Linked DNA regions of Mus musculus: region 2 is linked to region 1. Evidence: chromatin contacts called from public promoter capture Hi-C data. All regions are on one chromosome and are shown on one strand. Each heading gives the region's core, a stretch centred on a gene start, on an enhancer-like site or on the middle of the called end of the contact. The rest is flanking DNA. Distances are from core to core; before and after follow the strand shown.

Region 1 (7,052 bases), core at 2,989-5,488:
AGGGGGTTAGGGGAAGAATAGGGGTATAGCGTGGGGTGGGGCCATTTTTAATATTTCCTGTAACAGGCAGAAGCTGGAAACAACCCAGATGTCCCTCAATGGAGGAATGAATACAGAAAATTTGGTATATTGACACAATGGAATACTTCTCAGCTATTAAAAACAATTACTTCAAGAAATTCGCAGGCAAATGGATGGATCTAGAAGATATCATCCTGAGTGAGGTAACTCAATCACAAAAGAACAAACATGGTATGTACTCACTGATAAGTGTATATTAGGCAAAGAGCGTGGAAAACCCACAATATAACTCACAGACCACATGAAGCTCAAGAGAAAGGAAGACCAAAGAGTGGATGCTTTAGTCCTACTTAGAAGGGAGAACAAAAAGATCAAGGTAGAGGGTGGGAAGGACTTGGGAAGAAGAGAGGAGGGGGGGTAAAAAGAGGGGAAGAATCAGGTATGGGAAGAGATGGAAGAGACATACAGAGGGTCAGGAAATTAAATAAAGGTGTGTAGCAATGGGGGATGGGGAACTGGGGGTAGCAACCAGAAAGCCCCAGCTGCCAGGAAAATAAGAGCCACCCAGGACCCCTCAGAGATGACATTAGCTGAAATACCCAACAAAGGAGAGGGAGAACCCGTCAAGACCATATCCAGAGGTTAGGCACACACACACCCCTTGAGGGATGGGGCCACCCACCCATCTCAAAATTTTTAACCCAGAATTGCTCCTGTCTAAAGGAAATACTGGGACAAAGAGTGGAGTAGAGACTGAATAAAAGGCCATCCAGAGACTGTGCCACATGGTGATCCATCCCACATGCAGACACCAAACCCAGACACTATTGTGGATGCCAAGAAGTACTGACATGAGCCTGATACAGCTGTCTCCTGAGAGGCTCTACCAGATCTTGACCAATACAGATGCGGATGCTCACAGCTAACCATCAACTGAGCACAGGAAACTCAAATGGAGGAGTTAGGGGAAGGACTGAAGGAGTTGAAGGGGCCTTATCTGGCATCAATGGGAGGAGAGGCCCTTGGTTCTGTGAAGGCTTAATGCCCCAATGTAGAGGAATGCTAGGGTGGTGAGGAATAAGTTGGGGGAGGGAGCACTCTCATAGAAGCAAGGTAAGGGGAGATGGGAAAGGGGGTTTTCCCCAGAGGGGAAACCAGGAAAGGGGATAACATTTGAAATGTAAGTAAATATCCAATTTTTTAAAAACGAATAAAAAGAAGAAACATTTAAAAAGAAACTTTAAAAGGAAAGTAGTTACTAATGACTGCTGTCTGCTGTACCAGGAAACTCCAAGAGCTGTGTGCAGCTACCCATGAAGAACAGGCTGGGTAAAAACTATAAGGAAATATGCCTTTACTTTGTGTTTAGTTTCTGTTTTAAGGAAGCGTGGACTTGGACTAATTATTCAGGATTCATAAAAATTATGTAAATTTAAGTATTTTTTTTTAAAGTTAACAATGGTCAAAGCTTTGATGATGTAGCTTCAGTATATAAAAGACTGGGTTCAGGCTCTCTGTCAAGAGAAGGCAAAAGAATAAAAAGGAAGAAGGAAAAAGAATGAGAAGAATGAAGCATGAATATATGTGATGCTCATACATACATGTAGGCAAAACACTCATATGCAAAAATAAAAACAAATAAAATCCTTACAAATAAAGACAAAAAAGATTTCTAATGTTCCTAACACAAAAGAAACATGTTTGAGGCTGCAGACAAGCCAACTATCCTCATCTGGTCATTACACTTGTACAAATGCTGCTCAAATAGTGCATCATACACAAAAATATGCAATCCCTAAGTATCAAGAAAAATAGTAAATAAAATCAGTTAGTAAATATTATAAATAAATAGCAATGGCATGTATCTCCAGGTACCAACAATTCTTTCTTCTTGGTATTTAACAAGACAAGTTCTTAAATGGCCTATATAAGCCCCCACTCTACACAGACACCATCAACCTAAAGGGAGTTGAAATATACACAAACTGAGAGCAACAGTGTTCTCAATTTCAAGTTCTTCATTTAAATCCTCAAATGGTACTTTTATATGCCAGGTCATATACATCGCCACTTGATTCAGATTAAGGGGACAGGGATGTATCTTTATGATTTAGCTCTTGCTAAAACATATCAGTTAAAAATGCATGAGTTCAGTCAATCTTGCTTTTAGATTAAAGCTATGCCTGGGGAATCCCACTAAATTGAAACATCTCAAGCTAATGAATAAATACAGAAGAAAACAATACACAGGCTTTACTTGAACTTTATCCTTGCTTAGATTTCTCACAGTCATAGTGTTTACTGTAGAAAAGCATTCCATTTTGGCCTTAAACCTTCTAATATAGGAGACAGTAAAATAAAATCAAAGATATTCCTACTTGTTGGCTTGATAAAATGGTCGCATAGATCCCTAGTTAAAACAACTAAGAGAGACAATACACAAAAATAGGGAGCTTAGGGTTAAATTTTATATTAAAAACAATTCTAGGAGGGTGATTATCTATCTCTATTGTTTCTCCATCTGTGGCCAACTTTGCTTGCTGAAATCCAAATATTAAAGGGCATCTATTAACATCTTACTATAACCTTGATTTGCTGGTACCACCACCTAGCCCCCTAGAAGCAATACTCGTGAAATTACTGATTCCATACATTCGACATCTGGTAATTACTGAACTCCAATAAATTCTGTAGTGTCTACTTCAATAGCTTCTCAGCAGAGTTTGCTTCCACCTCCAAAGTGAAATAGTACTCATTTTCCAGGTGACCTAACAGAACTGTCATCAAGCACTATCATTGCAAGCAAGAGCGCTGCGGCGAGACCCAACTTCTTCAGGAACACGAGTGTAACATTACACTGGCGAGTTAATAATCTAAAGTAAAGGGCATCAGAGGGGCTGAGAAACTCCTGACTCAGCATACTGACTAGAAAGCCAACACTGAAGAGAACATGATCTGCAGTCAGGAGCCAGGGAAAACCTTACAAAAACACTCAACATATGATAAAGCAACTACTGGCATGTCTCCGTCCTAAGACTACAAAGAACAAACATACAGATGAAATTTCCAGTCTCTTTTCTGCCCTCTCAAACCCCAAGCCCCTCGACACACACTCTCCACCTTCCCAGGAAAGGACAACCTCCTTCTGCTGAGGTCTCCTCTCTCTTTCATTATCATACTGCCTCTGTCAATCCTAACAAACAAGAACAATGATCTCCAAAGAGACTCAGGTGACACACTGAAAAAGGCAGTCCCAACACTCGCTAATACTTTAGGAAGAGGGAGAGATGACTATTTCCCACTCCCTTCAGCATCACTAACTCCAACATCTAGTATTTTTGGATTAAATCGCCATTTTTTTCTTTATTTTACCTATTACCATACAAAGACAGGAAAAATATAGCCCTCAACTTTGAGTCTTCATCAATTTGCAGTCTCATATTTATTTCCTTTATTAAATATTAAGCTTCTCCAATTGCTACAAGCTGCCCAAGAATATAGGCTGAATTTTGTCGCTTTGCCATAACCAACTATCCACATATACAAGAAATGACCAAATAAAACACCCATAAATAAATAAATAAAAACACTAATAAGTCATGTAACCACTTCCACAATGGAACATGTTATTTTGGGGAAACACATATTTTTCTGGTCATTGTCATTATTTGGTTCAGGATCAACTTTTATTTCCTTTAAGGCCAGAGCTATTTTTTTTTTCCATCAACACAACTCACCCAAACATTTTTTGCAGAAATAAATCAACCCGAATACTTCAATAGTCTCCACCCATTCCTCCTACAGGTCCTTGTTTTGAATCCTGTAGGTAGGGCCTAAGAAATTCCGCTACAATGAGTGAATACTGGTTTAAGGTTTTGTTTGTTGTTTTTTGTTTTTCCAGTACACACGCGTTTACAAGCACACCGACAACTAAAGAGATGGCTTTCTACCCAAATGTAACTAAGTGTTGGAAACAAATAAGGGACGTGCGAAGAGGATGCCGTATTTCTGACGACACACGCGTTTGTAAATACAAGGTGGCAAAGCCCTCTCAACAGCTTTCACCTCGCACTCACCTGAACTCGCCAATTCCTGAAAATAAAGACAGAGAACCAAGCGCGCAGCGGAGGTTCCGGCCGCGCTGGCCCGCACAGCCCGAGGAAGTGCAGCCGCCGAGGGGCGGACCCCGCCTCTGAGGAACAAAGGAGCTTCACACCCTAGAGCTCGCGCCGGAAGAGTCGGAAGGTAACACCGCCAACGGCACTTCCGCTCCCGGCCTGGGGCTGCAGGACCAGTTCCGACCACTGCGCGGGCTGTTTGGAAGACGTTCAGAGCAAGAATTTATTTAGTGTCGCCAGCGTCTCATACAAGTTGACGACCACAGAGATGGAAAAAGAACTCTGCAACCAAGGGCTGGAGCGTAAGAGACTGCGGAGGGCGGCTGATGTCACTGCTGTTTTCTTCGACTTAAGTGTCCTCCGGCTTCGGGCGCTTCAGTTTACCCTGAGTTTACGCCCCTTCAGGCAGGGCAGTTACCGATTCCTGCCCCAAGAGTGGCTTTACCCCAACTCGATTTAGAGACTGCTGGCCTGACAACCAGACCAACGACTGGAGTTGTGCCCGTGTGGACACAGGACAGACCTGTCAAAGCGCACACGTCACCCAGTGTTGCTCCTGTTAGGTTTGTGAGCCTTAATGCACCCACTTAAGTATCCAGGTACTTGTGTCTCTAGTCACAGAATTAGACGAGAAACACGCCTTTCGAAGTAAAGACAGTTTATTACGAAAAGGAAAGTAGGGTGGATGAGATGGCTCACAGAGTAAAGAAGCTTGCCTCCAAGCCTGATGATAACCTCAGTTCAAGACCCGATGAGCGAGCCGAACTTCCACAAGTTGTCCTCAGGCCGGCACACGTGCACCTGCACTCTTAACCACATTATACAAAATAATAACTAAAAGAAAATTGGGACCAGGCATAGTGACCCACACTTTTTTTATTAGATATTTACTTTATTTACATTTCAAATGTCCCCTTTCTTGCTTTCCCCTCCGAAAACCCCCTATCCTTTCTCCCCTCCCCCTGCTCACCAACCCACCCACACCTGCTTCCTGGCCCTGGCATTCCCTAAACTGGGGCATAGAACCTTCACAGGACAAAGGGCCTCTCCTCCTATTGCTGACCAACTAGGCCATCCTCTGCTACATATGCAGCTGGAGCCATGAGTTCCACCATGGGTACTCTTTGGTTGGTGGTTTAGTCCCTGGGAGCTCTGGGGGTACTGGTTAGTTCATATTGTTATTCCTCCTATAGGGCTGGAAACCCCTTCATCTCCTTGGGTCCTTTCTCTAGCTCCTTCATTGGGGACCGGACTCTTTTGAGACCCACACTTTTTTAAATTCAGAGTTTGCAAGAGTCGGAAACAGTGTGAGTTGAGTCCAGTCAAGTCTACATAAATAGTTTCAAACTAGTCAGGAATATAGGGTCACACACAAGAGAAAGAAAGGAAGGAAAGGGCTTAAAGGGGGTGAGGAGCACTCTTGAGAATGGGAGTGGTCTAGAGAGCAAAGAGCCTAGAAAATGAAATCTGTTCCTTATGACCCTTATCATGACATTTATATAGTACCTGCCACTCCTAAGTATGTGAGGGCTTCTTTTGAGCATGCTTCATATATGTTGTACATGTTATATAAAAAGACTTCCATGAGGAAGTCTTTTTCTGCCAACTGGCTTTTATATGTTTAATATTACTGTAACTCTTACAGTCTCTCCTGTCACTACATTCTTCTAGTGACTGTATGTTCCTAGATCTTTACTAAAGCAGAATAGAAAGATGAAAATTTGGGGGGACATGAGTAGGAAAAGCCTGAAAAAGTAGGTTTATCTTCTTGTTCCTGCTAATAGACTCAGAATAAACTGTAGACTCTGGGGAAGGGGAGTGTCTTACTACTTTGGCTTTGCTAAATGTTGTTGTTTGTTAATTTTTCTTTCTAAATGTTTGTACCCATATATTGATGCTCCTCTCAACCCTGGCCTTTCACTCACCACCCCCAGTGGGCAGTGGGTAATGCAGAGACTTATAATAGATCAAAGTGCTAAGAATAAGCGACTCTTCAGTTCTCGGCCTTAAATAGGAAATCAGTATCCTTCTTTCCAAGGCCCATGAAACATCGAGGAAACAAGGGTTAAATGAATATAAACTGGAGGATGGAAAGGAGTATTGTGAACACTGTGTTCTAGACATGACCAAAACACCCATGAGCTCCTAAGAGCAATGGCTGGGCACATCAACTGGAAAGACACAGGATGTCCTACAGGAAAAGTTCTTTAAGTCACAGGTTATTTACTAAGAGGTGAAATATTCTGTCCTGCAGGGAAGTTCCTTAAGCTCAGGAAGTAAACAACTCAGGGGCATCAGGAAGTTCCTGAAATAGATCAGATTCACTAGGTCCCTTCTTTTCCAAGTGTGTATTAGCAGTAAGGACTACTAAGAGATAATCTCAAGCTGGGCTGCCTAGAAGAGGCTCATGCCAGGTGAGCAGCCTGGAAGAAACAGAGATTAACCATGCTGCCTAGAAGAGACTTATGATACCCTACCTAGAAGGGACATTCTTTAGCCTGTTACTCAGCCTGCAGGCTGTGCAGTATGCCCCAGGTTCCCAGCATTTGTGAGCCATCATCCATGTTGGGGTGGGCTTTGGTGGGATAGCTATCTTGGAGTTATTTCCACTCCTATAAGTAACACTTCACCAATGTTCTTGTAAATGACCCAAATAAAACTCATTTGTTCACAAATTTGTACTTTGGTGGTATTTATGATTTGGTATGTCATCACTTCCCTGTCAGGTATAAATAGATGTTCATGTCTCTTCAGGAACAGGGTCACACAACTCATGAGACCCACACCTCGCCCTGAAGAGCCATAAACTATAGCTTGTTAAACATTGCAGGAGGTCACAAAAGAACACACTCGGTGTGTACTCACTGATAAGTGGATATTAGGAAGAAAGCTTGGAATACCCACAATATAACT
Region 2 (7,052 bases), core at 2,314-4,813, 220 kb after region 1:
CCACCTGTCTCTGCTTATCAAGTGCTAGCATGAAAGGCCAGTGCCACCACATCCAAAGTGTACATTGTTTTAATGTCTCAAAATTATATCATTGAGAGCTACATGTATAGCTCAATAACAGTGTGTTTGTCTAGGACCCACAAAACCCTGAGGTCATGTCTTCACACCTACAAATTTTTACAATTCTATACAATTTGCTCAGGCCTGTAATCAGGAAAATATGCAATTTAAGGCCAGCCTAGACTGTATTGTGAGATCGTGTCTCAAAACCCCCAAACAAAATTATACAATAAAATAGTAAAATTGTGTGTAGTTGAAAATATAAAAGGCTGGGGACATACTCAGTGGTACAACACTTGCCGATCCACCACACACACACACACACACACACACAGAGGAAAATGTAAAGAAAACCAAACTAGTTTCTTAGGGCATTCAAGTAAGAAGTAATCTACACATTGGACTGGGTGTATGAGGATCATTTCATGAATTGCCAGATTTATCAACAGAACTGTGATTTTAGGGACTTCGATTTGTTCAATTCGATGTAGTGGCTGGCTTGCGTAGAATCCCAACACTTGCAATGTGGAGGCAAGAGAATCAGATGATCAAGGTTTTTCTCGGGTACGGGGTTAGGTTCTAGGGCAGTCTGTGCCGTCCGTCTCAACAGCATGCAAAGGCCTTTGAGAGGCATTTGTCAGCGTGGTACCCTGCACGCCCACTCCACGCTGGTCCCTTCACCTGCCTCATCTACCCTTGAGCTCCGTCCCACGCGAATCCCTGCCACAGGCCGTGTCCTAACGGCCGTTTCCTTGAGGCGGTCTTCGGCCTCGCCTTCCCTAACGGAGGCGATCTTGACCTATGGCGAATGACTAAACTACAATGCCTCGGACTTCTTAGGGGAGGCGCAGAGCAGCCTGACAAATGGAGGTCCGCCCTGACGCCCAGGAAGCAAAACAGGAAGTAGCGTCAGCGTGGCCCGCTTTCTGGCTGTCAGTCTCCGCGAGCAAGCGACTCCGAATCTTTACGGTTCCGGCTGTGAGGTCCGCACGGGTGGCACCGATTCCTCTTCATAGAGGCCCTGAGGTGGACGGAGTCGTGGGAGGACGCAGGGAGCCCGGTTCGCCAGCGTCGCAGCTCGCCTGGCCCAGTCTGAGCGAAGAGCGAGGTCGGGAGCGTCGTAAAACTGTCGTAAAAGTCCGGTCTTTGCCGCACGTCAGCAATTGTTTTGTCTGCAAAGGCTCCAAACCTTTACCATTTTCCTTTCTTCTTATTTTTTTAAATCACAAAGAAATGATATTTTCGCCGTTGGATACACGTTAAAGGGTGTGCCGAGTGTTCTTCCACATCATGGACCTGGCACCTGCCACCTGCACGGGTGAGCGCTGGGAGGAGAGATTAGGCTCAGGAGTGGGGATGTGTACTCTGCCTCTGCTGAGCCCTGGATTCCTCCTCCAAGCGTTGGCAACAAAATTAAAAAACTATAGATACATATTTTATGTATATTTTTATTTATATTGGCTGTATGTACATATATGTGCTTAAGTGATTCAAGAGGACCTCTTCAATTTTTAGGCAAATGTTTTTGTTAATTTTTACTACATTTTAATTGAACTCATTACATGCAAAATACTAATAAATATAGACAATAAAAATAAGTAATGAGAGGGCAGAAGAGATAGCTGATGTGTAAGAGAGCTTGCTGCTCTTCCAGAGGGCCCGAAGTCAGTTCCTAGTATGCACATGGAGGCTCACAACCAACTAAATCTCTGCTTGGTATCCAAGGACCTCTTCTGAACCCTGAAAATACCTGCGCAAATGGTACACACACACACACAGTAGAAAATTTTTAAATGAATTTAAAAAATAACGATACACTTTTTAAAATAAATTTTAAGAATCATATCTATACCTACATACTAATTCCTGACTAGCCATACTTCAGATCTCAGTAATTTATACATATTTATCATAATTTTATTTTTTGTGTGATTGTGTGTACATGTGCAGACACATGACACACTTGTAGAGGTCAGAGAACAACTTACAAGTATTGGTTCTCTCTTACCATATGGGGAGTGTATGAGTGGGTCAAGCTCAACTCATCAGGCTTGGTTTTATCAGCTGAGCTGAACTATCTTATTGGTCCCATTTATTGTTTGTTTTGGTTTTCTTCTTTTGGGTTTTTTGGTCTTTTTGAGATGGAGGCTTACTATGTAGCCTTGGCTGGCCTGCAACTTGCTATGCAGATGAGTCTGGCCTTGAACTCACAAAGAACAATAAATACATTTAAAAAAAATAAATAAATCGTAGAAATTATTTCTGGAATTTTCTGTATAGTGTTTTTGGTTTCCACTTGATGGTGAATTTCTTAACCTTTAGAAATGAATATTGTGGGTATGAGGTGACTTCTATAATTTGTGAGTATGTGAATATTACTGTGCCTGGCTTTACATAGAGTCTGAAGATTTAAACTCCAATTTTGTTTTGTTTTTTAAAGATTGATTGATTGATTGATTGTATATGAGTAAACTGTAGCTGTCTTCGGACACACCAGAGGAGGGCATTGTATCCCATCACAGATGGTTGTGAGCCACCATGTTGTTGCTGGGATTTGAACTCAGGACCTCTGTAAGAGCAGTCAGTGCTCTTAACCACTGAGCCATCTCTCCAGCTCCTGAACTCCAGTTCTAATGCTTGTGCAGTAGATGTTTTGTCCATTAAGCCTTCTCCCCATATTAGATATTTTTGTTTGGTTGGTTTTCTTACTTTTTATAATTACATGTATGCAGATGCATGTGTGTGATCATGGACATACATGTGCTACAGTGTATGCATGTCCATTCTCTCCTGCAACTGTGGATTCCAGGAACTGAACTCAGGTCATCGAACTTGCACAGCAATCCACTGAGCTATCGCCTTAGCCTCCCTGTAAGTTTTAATATAGTATCCTGGTTGTCAAAATGTGGTCCACTATCAGTGCCATCACCCTGTTAGGAATGCAAATTATCCATTTCCTCCTTTGATTTACTGAATATCTATCATATTTTTTGTTTGTTTTTGCAGATCTGAGTGCTACACCTAGGCCTTACACATGCTAGGCAAGTGTTGGACTACTGTGCTACATCCCTAAGCCCTAGCAGCTAAGCTTTCTAATTTTCTTTTGAGATGAAGGTCTCACTCTGTAGCTCTGAGTGAAATTGAAACTCTCTGTATAGACAAAGCTGGCTGTGAGTTCAGAGAGAGCCACTTGCTGTCACCTTCTGGCGGGATTAAAGGTTTATATCACCGCATCCAGCACCTAGCCTCTAAATTTTAACACGCCATTGTGATGAAGATGATACACAGTACTCTAAGATACTGGTGTCGATTTTCTCATAAAAGAACAAGTATCTTTGTTTCACTTTATTTTCTGTTTGATTCAGAGTGGGTTTTGTTAGTATGTGCATGAGCCTTAATTTGGGTTTTAGGGTTCAGAGATAAACATCTAGATGTTTAGAAAAACGTGACCTACATGCCTAGTCCCTTTGAAGCATTTCCTGTACGTTCTTTAGAAAGCACAGCTCCTCGGTGCTAGGAGCAGTGACACACACCCTTCTTCCTGGCACTTTGGAAGCTCAGACAGCAGGGCTGGTTAGCCTGGATTACCTAATGTGAAATGCTGTCTCGAAGAACAAGAAAAAACCCACATATACAGAAGCTAGATTAATGACTCATTGCTTAAGAACGCTTGATGCTCTTTTAGTTCCCAGCACCCACACTGGGCAGCTCACAACCACCTGCAACTCTAGTTCCTAGGGATCTGATGCCCTCTTCTGGCCTTTAGTGGCACTTGCACACAGGTGTACACACAAACAGATACATACACACAAATAAATAATAAAAGTGAAATATATTTCTTTCTGGTTTCTCAAGATAGGACTTTTCTGCAAAGCTCTGGCTGTCCTGAAATTCACTCTGTAGACCAGGGTGGCCTTGAACTCAGAGATCCACCTGCATCTGCCTCCCAAGTGCTGAGTACCACCATCACCACCCAGAAAAAAAAAATCTTAAAAAAAAAACAAACAAACAAACAGGGAAGGGAGCTAAAGAGATGGATCAACAGGTAAGAGCACTAGCTGATCTTCCAGAAGATCTGAACTCAATTCCCATGTAACTCCAGTTCCAGGGGAATCCAATGCCTTCTTCTGACCTCCAAGTATACTGCATGAATGTGGTAAACAGACATACCTGCAAGCAAAACACCATACACAAAATAAAAATTTATCATCATCATCATCATTAGTTGGTTAGAGAAATAGCTTAGAGATTAAGAACACTTGTTGCTTTTACAGAGGACCTTAGTTCAATTCCTAGCACATGGTGGTTCACAATCATCTGTAATTCCAGTTCAGGGGCATCCTATACCCTCTTCTGATCTCTGGCATCACATATGCACATGGTGAGCATACATACATGCATATAGGTAAAGCACACATAAAAAGAATAAATCTAATAAAGAAATTAGAGGGGAAAAAAGGGATTGGGGCTCAGCTGGTAATTGCTTCCCAGGTGAGTGTGAGGGTCTGAGATCAGACCCTCAGTACAATTTTAAGTCAAGTGTAGGGACTGCACCTGTAGCTCCTGCGGTGGAGTGGGGGAAATGGGAGGATTTCTGGGGGTGTCCTTGGCTCTTGGCCAGTCTATCTGAATTAGTGAGCTCCAGGTACAGTGTGAATGTGTCTCAAAAAACTGTGGTACCAGAAAAGTATAGTGATTGAGGCCTTTAATCTCAGCACTTGGGAGGCATAGTCAGAAGCTCTGTGAGTTTGACATAGTGAGTTCTAGGACAGCCAGAGATACACAGTGAAACCATCTCAGATTTAAAAACAACAATAACCAAAAAAAAAAAAAAAAAAAAAACCCAAAAAACTGGATGTGCTGATGTGCTGGCATGCACTTGTAATCCCAATGCTTGAGAGGTGGAAATGAGAGCATCTCAGGGGTTCACTGGTTAGCCAACCTATTCTTAATCAGGAATCCCAAGTTCCAGGATGAGACCTTGTCTTGCAAAACACACCAGAGGTAGGGAAATGGCTCAGTGATAAAGCACTTGCCTCTACCATCATGAAAATTGTAGTTTGGATCCTCAAAACTCAGGTGAAAAGTGGGCAGGCGTAGTGGCTGCTTATAATCCCAAGCACTCAGAGGACAGAGACACAAGAGCTGGGCTGCAGTAGACGGCTGCAGTGGCTGCAGTGATGAGCTCCGTGTCCAGCAATAAACCCTGCCTCAGTATAAAAGGTGGAGAGTTATCAAGGAAGGCACCTGACGCATGTCCACATGCACACATACACCAACATACACATTATGTACACATAAATACACAAAGGGAGAAGGGGGTCCTAAATTTATTGTTCCTTTTTTTTCCCTACAGAATGAACCACTTCCATGAATACATTGTTTCCTTATATGTAGGATGTGAAGTCATCAAACCCAATCTGATCTCTTGGTTGGAGCAAGATTTACAGACAGTGGGGAGAGGTCTCCTTTGATTTAGGGCTTCAGTGTGTCAGCCAGGTTGGCCCCTACATATTTCTGCCTTTACCTTACGGGTACTGGAGTTGTTGGTGAGCGCCACCACACCAAGCCATATAGAAAGGTTGTCTCTACTCAGTATTGGGGATTGAACCTTGAACTTACCTAGGCAAACACTCTTGCTACTAAGACGTATCTCCAGTCCTATAATGAAACTTTCAAAGACCGAGCTGACCTCAGCAGGTGCCAGTCCTTTATCTCGGAAGGAATTCTGAACTTCTTACACTTTGCCCAGACTTTTCTGTGATCTCACAAAGTACCCTGTTATGTTTCTGTTTTTACAATTTTGTCCTATGCTATGTCAAGATCTTCCCTCCTCCTCCTCCTTGATAATGTTCTTGTTTACCATCAGTTTTCATTTTTAAAAAGTGATTTGTAGGGGCTGGTGAGATGGCTCAGTGGGTAAGAGCACCCGACTGCTCTTCCAAAGGTCCAGAGTTCAAATCCCAGCAATCACATGGTGGCTCACAACCATCTGTAATGAGAGCTGACGCCCTCTTCTGGAGTGTCTGAAGACAGCTACAGTGTACTTACATATAAATAAATAAATCTTTAAAAAAAAAAGTGATTTGTAGCTGGGCAGTGGTGGTGTACACCTTTAATCCCAGCACTCAAAAGGCAAAGGTAGACAGATCTCTTGAGTTCAAGACGACCAGCCTGGACTACAGAGCCCCAGGACAGCCAGGGCTACAGAGAGACCATGTCTCTGGAAAAAAGGGGGGAGGGGAAGAGAAAACCAATTTGTAATAAACTGTTTAAAACTATGACTCGTAATTTTACCCTTGGCAAGTTTTAACTTAATTAAAATGATCAATATTTAGTTTCTTCTTTTTATATTTTATCTATTTATTTTTGGTAGGCTCTCACACTGGAGCCTGGCTGGCCTTGAAGTCACCCATCCTGCTTTAGTCTCCTGCCACTGTCCTGACACACTGGGCAGGACTTGTTGCTTTCTACTCCTGCAACAGGGCTCTCTGTTCTAAGCCTTCATTTTGTTATCATGATTGTTTTGTTTTGTTTGTTTTTAGAATGGGAAATCCAAGATACTTTGAGGGAACAAACTTCCAACGTGGGCAAATGGTTAAATTACCCAAGGATGTTTATTAGCTTCCACACTCTGCAAAGACTATAGATTCCACTGTAGAAATACGTAGCATTTACTCAGGATGGTATAGGTAGGGGGAGCAGCATTTTAAAACAGAAACCCGCAATACAACAATGTGAAACCCATCATGAAACCAAATCCTTCAAGGTTCCCAAGTACACATTTCCACATGTGTAGACATCAAATTTTTAAAGCAATTAATTTATGTGCTGTGTGTGTGTCTGTGTGTGTGTCTGTGTGTCTATGCACATACTCGTGCACACTGGTATAAGTATGCCAAGGGAAATGTGTGTCATAGCCCTCCCTCTTGCTGAAGTCAGGAGTTGATTCTCTCTAACCATGTTGAGACAGCAGCTCTCTTGTACCTGCT

The links. Promoter capture Hi-C pulls out the DNA fragments that hold promoters and counts their contacts.
Region 2: a promoter capture Hi-C map of hematopoietic stem and progenitor cells shows a contact between it and region 1. The contact joins the enhancer-like site here to the promoter of Zfp560 in region 1. A contact is called at or near these places in 4 of 39 promoter capture datasets (the C10 cell line, cranial neural crest, hematopoietic stem and progenitor cells and 1 more), 3 of 484 Hi-C or Micro-C datasets (CD4 T cells, Sertoli cells and embryonic stem cells), 2 of 115 datasets of contacts at active chromatin or transcription factors (effector CD8 T cells and memory CD8 T cells) and 3 of 9 other capture datasets (adipose tissue, liver and pancreatic islet).

Annotation. Positions count from the first base shown.
Region 1 is chr9:20,380,920-20,387,971 of GRCm38.p6, forward strand. It overlaps Zfp560 (zinc finger protein 560), which reads right to left and starts at 4,239. Exons shown (of 7, transcript NM_001004190.3): 1 at 4,098-4,239.
Region 2 is chr9:20,606,463-20,613,514 of GRCm38.p6, forward strand. It overlaps the pseudogene Fbxl12os. Among named protein-coding and RNA genes, the nearest start is that of Gm51704, 21 kb to the left of the region's middle. Within about 2 kb of position 3,564, at least 12 of the 459 cell types and tissues checked have an H3K27ac peak or open chromatin away from gene starts, as enhancers often do.